Linked DNA regions of Mus musculus: region 2 is linked to region 1. Evidence: chromatin contacts called from public HiChIP or PLAC-seq data. All regions are on one chromosome and are shown on one strand. Each heading gives the region's core, a stretch centred on a gene start, on an enhancer-like site or on the middle of the called end of the contact. The rest is flanking DNA. Distances are from core to core; before and after follow the strand shown.

What was found. HiChIP or PLAC-seq counts read pairs in DNA pulled down with a chosen protein or histone mark.
Region 2: a RAD21 HiChIP or PLAC-seq map of pro-B cells shows a contact between it and region 1, with 5 times the contacts expected there. The contact joins two enhancer-like sites. A contact is called at or near these places in 1 of 15 datasets of contacts at CTCF or cohesin (pro-B cells), 2 of 484 Hi-C or Micro-C datasets (nephron progenitors and uterus), 1 of 115 datasets of contacts at active chromatin or transcription factors (large pre-B cells) and 1 of 9 other capture datasets (embryonic stem cells).

What each region holds. Positions count from the first base shown.
Region 1 is chr13:83,266,539-83,271,626 of GRCm38.p6, reverse strand. No RefSeq gene overlaps it. Among named protein-coding and RNA genes, the nearest start is that of Gm33217, 87 kb to the left of the region's middle. Within about 2 kb of position 2,741, at least 7 of the 459 cell types and tissues checked have an H3K27ac peak or open chromatin away from gene starts, as enhancers often do. A contact at or near this core is called in pro-B cells, where this site is marked.
Region 2 is chr13:83,647,162-83,652,249 of GRCm38.p6, reverse strand. All of the region lies in intron 6 of Mef2c (myocyte enhancer factor 2C), which reads right to left. Gm52044 (a long non-coding RNA gene) reads left to right here. Exons shown (of 3, transcript XR_003950630.1): 3 at 1-5,088. Among named protein-coding and RNA genes, the nearest start is that of Gm52044, 13 kb to the left of the region's middle. Within about 2 kb of position 2,234, at least 70 of the 459 cell types and tissues checked have an H3K27ac peak or open chromatin away from gene starts, as enhancers often do. A contact at or near this core is called in pro-B cells, where this site is marked.

The sequences.
Region 1 (5,088 bases), core at 1,492-3,991:
TTATTAATTATTATTTAATTAATTAATTTTTCTTGCCATTTAGGTATTTGAGTTACTACAAAGTTTCTCAAAATAATGTCCAAGACTGATTTTTTTTGTTATCTTTTCACTAGAATTTCCAGCTGCCTTTTGGGCATATTCATATCTATGACAGTCCAGAAACTGGCCTTTCTGGGTAATACTTGCTCAGCATCTTTGCATCTCCTTTGTCTCTCCACCTCCTCAAGTTGTTTTCCCTGTGTAATTCTCCGTATGGTACTATTGATCTTTATGTCATCCTTCCCTGAAGGATCTCAGTCTTGTTCCTCTCCTCTTGTCTCTCCATTCCTCTAATCTCTCCTGGCTTCCATGGCCCATCAGCTGTTTCATGCTGTTAAGGCATCAATTTTGTTCCTTCCATTCCTAATCTCCCAACACCCTGGCTTCTTTGTTATAATTTTCCAAAAGGAGCAGAGCACCTTTAATATTTCCCTATGGCTTGCCATATAATGACTTCATACTTAATATTAACATACATCTAAATCCACAAAACAAAGACAAGCAAGAATAACCCCTAGCTGGCCCCCCTTTTTTCTTTCTTTCTTTCTTTCTTTCTTTCTTTCTTTCTTTCTTTCTTTCTTTCTTTCTTTCTTTCTTTCTTTCTTCCTTCCTTCCTTCCTTCCTTCCTTCCTTCCTTCCTTCCTTTCTTTCTTTCTTTCTTTCTTTCTTTCTTTCTTTCTTTCTTTCTTTCTCTCTTTCTGAATAAAGGCAAGTGATCAAATGTTACCACTCAAGATCATTTATGATCTGGTTTGTGAACTAATCTAGATTTTACTACCCATATTTTCTTTGTAGATATTCTTCAACAAGGCAAATGGCTTTTTTTCCTGGCCATGTAAGATCAAAGCATGTTCTTTAGAATGGATGACTAGTATGCTTTGACTGCAACCACTATAGTTGTTTGACACATATATACATGAGCACTTGAGATTACAAAACATACTGAGTGGTCAACTTTGATGTTATATACAGACAGGTAACACTATGCAGAGTGAGCAGGTTGTATTGAAGTATCTATAGAAACAATTGAAGAAAAAAAGAGGCCATGACTTTGAGAGAGAGTGTGTGTAGAGGATTGTCTTGGGAAACACTGTTGGTAGGAAAGAAAGGGAGCCGAGGGAAAGAATGTAATTATAATATAATTTCAAACATTAAGGTGATTATTGTAAAACCCACAAATTATGTTAAAATTGTTGCTAGATAAGCACTTTCTGATAACTGTACTCTACTCAGTCCCTGTGTATAATATGATAACAAATTGTATGCCTATAATATACCTATTATCTTATGGGTAGAAATCCTGGAGAAGTTTGGCTTTAAAATGGTTTCTTGGTTTTTGAAGTACTTGGAAACAGCTGTTTCAGGGTTCTGAAATCCTAAAAGAGTACACTTCAGTGCTGGAAAAAATAATGAGTTATTTAAGTACAGCAGATCAAAATCATATATGCATTTGTTTTGTTTTTGTTTTGTTTTTGTTTTGTTTTGCTTAAGTCATGTCTATAATGCTGACAGTTGATTACATGATGGCCTGTGTGTCCATGATCTCTACCATGGAATGGAAATAATCTACGTCTGAAAACAAACATTGTAAAGCAAATGGACAAATAAGGGGAAATAGGCTAGCCTCTTTCTGTGCTATTTAGAAATAAATGTTGACGGCAGAATTGGCATAGTCTAAGGAGCTGCTGGTCTGCACATGCAGAGCAAATAATTATTATATTAAAATTAGAGTTTTAAAAACATTTGCTTTTCATCTGGCATCAAATAAAGTTTAATTGCAAGTTGCTTTATGTCATTTTCTCTTGGGGATATGTGTTGAAGAAGATGCACAGGCAGCTCATACATACACACATCTCATTATGTCTCAGTAGGATTCTTGTTTGTGCCACATACACAGCATTGGAAGTGCATCCCTCAGTCTCTGATTTGGGCTTATACTGGGCTTTATAACACTATAATTCTTATTTTGTCGCATGGTTTTGTAGACTGTTTCAAAATTAGTTTCTAAATTGCCAAAAACAACAAACCACTCAACCCTAACCCCTCAATGCCTCTCAACAGTTTCTTTGACATATTTAAGCAAAATATTCTGTTCCCTTCAACAAAAAGTCACAAAATTTTGGGTTTGGGTTCGAATTACATTTGGCCAGCAGCTGCTTATAAAAATGAGCAGCAGACATTGCAAGAAAAAACAGATTCTATGTGGATTCTATTTCTTTCCTGGACAGCCTGTCTTGTAAATATTGGCTTTTCCCATCAACAAAAGAGAGAAACTCCTCTGTCTGTGTCTACAATTTAGAAATGGCTGTGGTAAAAATGTAAAGTGACCATACATTGACTGATATACAATTAAAAATATTGAAAAACATTGACTCATACAATTAAAAATATTGAAAAATATACTTTGTGTAGCTGTAAGAATTGTGGGTAGACATTCTCTGGAAGGTGGAAGAGAAATTGGTTGGTTTAGATTTGTTAGAATGAAAGCCTGTATTATGCATATATAATCAAGACTTTAACTTGAATATGCATGAAGAAGATCAGAAATAATGTATAATGTTGTATAATGCCATAATTTCTGGGAGAAGTAGGGTTTTTAAATTGTTGACAAGATTAGAAACATTGCACTGTATTGCCTGGATATTCTGATTACAGTTAAGACATGTCAGTGACTTCCTGTTGCTCTGAAGTTTGTTCTTAACAGCTTACAAGGCAGGGAGGATCTTTGCCTTCCCAGCTTGCCTTCTAGGTCTTTGAGGTTACTGCCTGTTCTTTAGCCTCTACCCGCTCTGGCTTCCTTTCAGTTTTTACTGTCGGTCAGAGCCTTCCACCAGCATAGCCTTATTCCCCATTAGGAGAAGGCTTTCAGTGCCTTCTTCCCCAGTATTCTGCTTCCTTTTGTCTCTTTGTTAAGTCTATCCCGCCATCATATATTAGAATCTAGAGCATCTCTTTACATTATTCTGTCTTCTTCTGTTCACATTCTCTTTGTCTATCTCTCTGAATCTCTATCTCTCTGTCTGTCTCTGTCTCTCTGTCTCTGTCTCCCTCTCTGTCTTCCTGTTTCCCCCTCTCTCTCTCCCTCTCCCTCTCTCTGACTCTGTCTCTCTCTGTCTCTCTGTCTCTCTCTCTCCCTCTCTCTCTGTTTCATTTATCAAAATTGCCCTTATCATGACTTATTTACTATATAAGTCATGTGTCTGTGCTCATTGGAGACATTTTATAGTCATGATAATAACAATAACGTGCCCGAGTCATCATAGGTACCCAAATATTTGTTGAATCTCTACAAACAAAACACCATCTATTAAACTCTTATTGTGGCATTCTCATTTCTAGATCCCGGTAAACTTAACAAAACAAGTCATTTTCTGCAAAACCTATTTTCCTTCATGTGAGGGCACAAATTACCATTAAAGGTGACTGCTATTGTATTTGTCTACCCCAGGCACAGAAGAACAATGCACGTGCATTGATGACTTATAATGTCCAATGACATGCATCGTCTATGAAAGGCAGTATATGAAAAATCAAATATTTTCCAGTTATAATTTAACTTTTCATTTTGTATAAAATAATCATAACCCCTTCTGAAGGACAGTTTTTGTCAAGGTAATTTGTCAAAAAATGGTTCTATAGCAACACTAGAAAGTGCTGCCTTTTTAATGAATAATGTCTTCACCTCTCCAGGCAGCTATATTGTGCTCAATAATCGATGGTTCAAGGGGCACTTTGCCAGCTAGAAACCAGTGATTATAACCCGAAGTGGGGCAAACACTATCAGGAAAGTCCTGTCTATCTAGTTCCCCTAAGTACTCATCTTGGTTAGTTAGCCAAGGTCATCACTTTAAAATAAATAAGTAAAGTGTGGTGGTACTAATGCAAGATCTAATCTAGTAAAGTGGATTAACTAAGGCTCTGCTCTGATTTGGGGTGGGGGGCGGCGCACATGTCCACACCACCTTGTCAGCCTTCCTTATTATTGTCTTTGTAGCTATCAGCAGGACCCTTGCATTTCTATCTTATCTCCTACCTCCTTCTCCCTCTCCTTATCCAGTTGGAACCCCTACCTAGAAGCTCTGGCCCTGGAGCTGATGGTGTGGGAGTGAGTGGCTGCCTTTTGAAACCATCTGGATGCACTCAGAACAGAACAGCAGCATGGTGCCTTTCTCACTTTGGAGGAAGTTCTTGGAAACAAAGTTTCTCATTCTCAGGTTATTGTCAGTTCCTCATGTTATCAAATGTGACAATCAGAGACATAGAAACAAGACTGTCAAAATATTTGGAGAAATAAAGCAGCCCTGCAAGGCAGCCCTGCTGACTAGTACTGCTAATAAACCTTGGAGTATTTTATTTCCTATTGTAACTAGTAGAACCTTTCTAAACAGTAAAGTAAAATGGACTGTTATTATTTCACACTGTCAAGATGAAACAGTTTTTTTTTTAATTGTCTGAACTACTTTTTATATTTCTTTGTTTGTAACGAATGGTAAGAGTGTTGCTTGTATGTTAGAAAACTCTAAGATGGCCACTGCCATCTAAATTCGAACTCTGGCTCACTTCCAGTGTGGGGAGTGTCCAAACCCTTTTTTTTAATAACAATAATAAGAAATGCAAACCTAAAACAGTTTTGGTCTTGAGTTTGCATTCCATCCATCTTCTTTGAAATGCTACAACATCTGGTTTTAGGGGAAAAAATCAAGTTCAACATGTTTGGAGAGAAAAAGGCAGCCTGCAATATAAATCAGGGTCAAGTGTTGTTATTTCACGGATAATTATATAGCAGTCCAATTTATTAGTAAATCTTGCATCATGCTTACTTATAGTCACAACTGTTGCAATTGTTCTTAGACTCTCCTTGGAAAGTGCCTAAATTATAGTGTTCAGTAAAATAAGGGGTCAACTATTATAGCAAAGAATCCCATACAGACTTCTTATACCTCAGTTCCCTAAGTTATCCATCTTGTAAGTAAGATTTTGTCTTTGTTGTTTATTTCCCCAATTAATTCATGATTTTTTTTTAACAAGAGTTACTTGGAAACAAAAAAA
Region 2 (5,088 bases), core at 985-3,484, 380 kb before region 1:
TCTTCAGTCTTCTCCACTCTAAGTGAATACTCTCTCTCCATGGCCTTTCTTACTTCAAGTTTACTCTCCTCACCAAGTTCAGCACATGGCCTGAAGCCTTGCACACTTCCTGCTCCTGAGAATCTTCAAAAGTGGCAGTCCTCAGGCACTGAAACCATGGTGCCTCCAGGCAAGTGCTGACTCATTCAGACACAGGGAGAGTTCACTAATCGCTAAGAATTAAGGCTCTTCCAGAATCTGATATTTAGCCTCCTACTAACAAAGTAGGTATTTGAAAGCCTCTGTTTTCCACTTTTAAAACGCACTACCCTCACTGATAGGAGCAGCTGAGGCGTTGGTTGGAAAGGCATCTTGAAGTGGAGTAGGAGCCAACCTGGGAAGCTATCTGTTGGTTTCCTGAGGGATAATAGGAGAAACCCACTGCTGGATTCAATAATGCTTCCTAGAAAACTAGCCAGTCGTCTTCCAAGTACCATTAAAGGAGATGGTTAATTTTATTGTTATATTCATTATTACCATCATTATAAAACACAACTATCTATTACTCTTAGAAGAAGGAGACCATGTGCTTCTCAGCAGGAAGGCAAAGGCAGCCTTGGAGGGCTCTGAGATTTCTTTGCAGTTAAGCAATGCACACTTATGGAACATGTACAAACAAAAAAAAAAAAACCAAGGGCAAAACGGTTGTAGAATAATATAGATTATATGTTATTCAATATCTATGGGAGAAGAGATTACCTAATGCAAGTTTAGGAAGAGGTAGGAACTAATGTGTATTTCAACAAATGAGAAGAAGAGGTAAGTTAGGCAGCTGACTTCGGTAACTGGGTAAGAGGCAGGCTGAGGGAGGATTTTACCCAGCATCTTTAAGAAAACTGGGAGGGATCTGCTTACAAAGGAGCCAGTGAAAACAGGGTTCTCTTCGTAGGTGCTCTTTGGAGAAGATGGTCAGTGGGGACTTCCAATTTTATGATGATATGTTAGAAGTAGAGACTACCCAGTTTCAGAACAGTGATAGAAACTGGTCCCTGAATGGTTAGACATCTGCAACACTGGAAAGGGTGGTCTTGGAAAAGCCTATGTGTATGGATCTTTCTTGAGTCTATGGCAATAGCTTCAGAAAGAAAACAAGGAGTTGGGAGGGGAACGCACAAGCATGTTTCAAAGAGATACTTACAGAAATGTTTTGCTATGCCAATACTAATTGTATGAAGTCATGGTTTCATTATGACATGCTCGCACACTTACACAATGCACTTCAATATATTCACCTTCTCTTGTTCCTTCTACCCCACGTTGGCTCCTTTCTTCCCAAACTGTCCCACTGGGGACTCTCTGAATTAAAATATATTTGGGTCATGTGGTCCAAAACACACTTATTCTTCATATCCAATTCATTTACCTGCTTTGTTTCATGAATAAATGAATAGGCTGAATATATAAAAACTCGCAAGGTTCAATCTTGCAACTGGATCATGGTAAAAATTAACAAGTATCTTGAGGCAAAATGAAAATAAAACAAATGAAACATCCCCAAAACAAGTGCCAACTACAAAGTCGTTGTTTAAGAAATTTGCACCGAATTTGAATACAAATTAGTCTTCTATAATAAAACATCAAGAAAAGTTGCTAAATTATAGCTAGGAAAATATGTCAAACCCCAAATTATCTGTTACAGTTAATTTGGACAGTGTTTGATGGTAAAAGTTCTTACTTGAAACAATACATTTACCCTTTCTCACTAAAAGAAATATAAACAAATCGTACTCTGTAAGAAAGATAATGGGTGAGTTAGGCTGCACAGAGGAGTTCTGTGTTTAATGGGTCTCCTTGGAACGTTATTTTGTGTTAGGGCCTTTAACAGAATTGTAGAGTCCCTACACGAAAAGGAAAGGAGGAGACCAAGATATCTGCAGCATGCATTCCTGCCTGCTGAAGTTTGAGTGCGCGCGCGCGCACACACACACACACACACACACACACAGACACACACACACACACACACACACACACACACACACAGACACACATCACAAACATGTTAACCCTCTGTGAGATCTGGTTTAAATAAACAATCAAATGGAAAGTTAGCCAAGTAATTTCAAAAGAAGAAGAAGAAGAAATGTCAGTTAAGCAGGGCAGTGAAGCCTGAAAGGATGAGAAACTAAAATCCTGCCTGGGTAGATGCTGGTGCTGGTTTGCATGGAGCAGTAATTCTGCTAAAAGGAAGTAAAACCACTTCACGACATGTGCTGTCCTAAGATAGGACAAGCACGGGGCCAGTGTGAGAAAGTGGAGAGCTTCACAGAGGCTGTGCAAAAAAAAAGTCTCTTCAAAAACATTTTCTATGGTAAACTCAGAGACAGTCCAAAAAAAGCCCCAGTCTTTCTGCCCACATTTTAAAACAGCGCTTTGGAGCGGCAGTGAGCAGGGGAAAAGGAAGCACACATACGTGGTTTTCCACTCAGTAAACACCTCAGAAGCAAAAAATGGAATCAAAAGCATTCTATGTCTCTCTTGAAATATGTGCTGCTATTTGGAAATTACACCATTTTAGAAGATTAGTTCCATAGTTTTAAGGTGTCATGTACATGTTAACCCTGTGTGAGATCTGGTTTAAATAAACAATCAAATGGAAAATTAGCCAAGTAATTTCAAAAGAAGAAGGATAAATGGCAGTTAAGCATGACATTTTTACACTTATATTTTCGGAGCATAAAATTATTTTTTATGAACAAATAAATGCTATTTTTTATGAGTGAATTTCTGCTATTTTTAGAATATTGTGCCAGCTAGCATTTTGGAGAAGTATAATAACCATTTCTGTTTCCAGCCACCAAATTGTTATTCTTTTGGCATAATATAGATTCAGGAATGTGAGACTGTGGACCCTAGACCAGTGATATTGAAACCTATCATTTGGAAGTCAATGATGAATGCATGTGTGTGGCTCATTGCTAAGAAGAGCCTGCATTTAAGTTGGCTGGGAAACCGCAGCCTCCTTTTCGCTCAGAATGCTTTGGCCTGTGTGGAGGCTGAGGGCCCACCTTAAGATAAATTCACCAGAGAGCATGGCCACACTTAACTTCAGGGACCCAGGAGGTGGGAAACACCACCTCTCGACAACCTTCTAATATACAGATTCAACTTTCTTGATGCTATGTTTCAAAATTATACTCTACTGGGACAATTATCAATTTAGACGTGACCGTATGCAGATGTCACATTCTTCTGACCACTTGAAAGGACAAAAATTATAACGTATGGTAAATGGATTTCCTGATTATACATTATAGGAAAATGAGGTACAGAGTGACTTTAGAGTTCAATGAAGCTTTTATAGTTTCATTTGATTAAAAATATTGTTTCTTATGAACCAATTTAGGCTTTTATGATGTAGTCACGTGAAGGATAACAGATTCTACCTCTGCTCCTACAAGTGTCTAATAAACAATGAAAGCAGTGTAAATAGTCAAGATTTCAAATATAGTGGTAATTTTTCCCCACAGTTAACTTAAAAGCACTTTTCTGCCTTTTCTACTTCATTTGATTTTACTCACTCCTACTTTAGGAAGCTGTAAATTTAGAGAACACCCTCCTGGCTGCAAACGTTATGAGGCAGGTTCTTGGCTTTGTTGCACAGTGCTCTGTTGAGCATGCTCTCCTCTGAGCCCATAGGGCCACAACTTTCTTGGACGCTTAGGCATTAGGAGCCTTGTCATTTATTCTTTGCTTGTTTTAACTTTCAATTATAAATAAAAGCACATAATATTTATAAGCACAAAGCTGAAGCTAATATTTGGGCTTGTTAATTCTTGCTCTCTTCCTTCCATCTCTATATTCTACAAGATACCAAATCTTGTCCAAATTTCTTATGAAAAAAAGGCTGCTTGCATTTTTTATTTTTAACCTTTTTTTTTTCTGTAGGCTTCAATCCCCATTTGACCAAGTCTTTCAAAGTCCTTCAACCATTCCTTATTTTCTGTTTGAAGGACTTCTCTCCATATCCTAAATTCAGCTCCGGTAAAGTCTGAGCTGTATGCAAGCTTCTTTGTACATGTGTGATGTTAGCTAGCACACTTGGGGACATCATTGTGTCTAGTTCTGATTCTCCAAGTACTGTTCAACACAGCTGAATCAGTATACCTGCCTGTCTCTCATGGCTTTCTATAGTCGACTCATGATGTCTAACCTAATTTCCAATGGCCTCCATCAGTCTCACATCCTCTGAACATGCCTGAGTCTTTGCTCTGTTAATTCAAGGACTGGCAGTGTTCACTCTCCTGTTTCATTCAAATTTGTCTTTTAAGGAGAAGCTACAGTGGCAACTGTTTCATGGTGCTTTTCAGATAACTTCTGTCTATATTGCACTAACCCTACTCCAAATTTCTGCTGCAATTAGAGGCAGTGATACTACGTGGTGGGTCATTTGTGTAACATTTCATATATTGGAGAAACATGCAAAGTAAGCTAGAGGGTTAGGAGTTGCTCAGAAATGGCACCAACAAGTAAGTTACTAGGGAACAGGAAGTAACAACTGAAGATGCAATAAATGACTTGTTAAACTTAGTCACTGAGGGTCTCTCCTCGTTACGCTACTTGTGAAATTTTTCTATTTGGATCATCATTATACTTTGGTGGCCAACTGTACCAATAAAACAAGCTAACAACCATATGGCATGGATTCGCAGAAGCAAGGTGACTATCTGTCTGCTGAAGGTAATTGAACCTTCTTGTCAGTTTGTCATGCCCATGATCCAGTCTATACTGCATGGCAATGTGTACCTTGAGGCAGGATGACGTAAGGTGGGCATTTCCCCCCCAAGGAATCAGAGAATTTAAGAGGACTGAGCTTTCCTACTGCCATAGGATCTCTCTTAATGTAACTCTCAAAGATTGTCTTAAGTAAAACTTGGTTAAAAATGGTGGACAGTAATACGGATTCATAGCACGTGACTAAAGCAATGCTATTTGTATTCCTGTGATATTTTGTTGCTTGTAAATAAGTTTTTACTATTAAAAATATAAAGGTTTCAGTATCTAACAGAAGAAACACCAACATTAGATGCCCATTATTTCTTAGTCCTC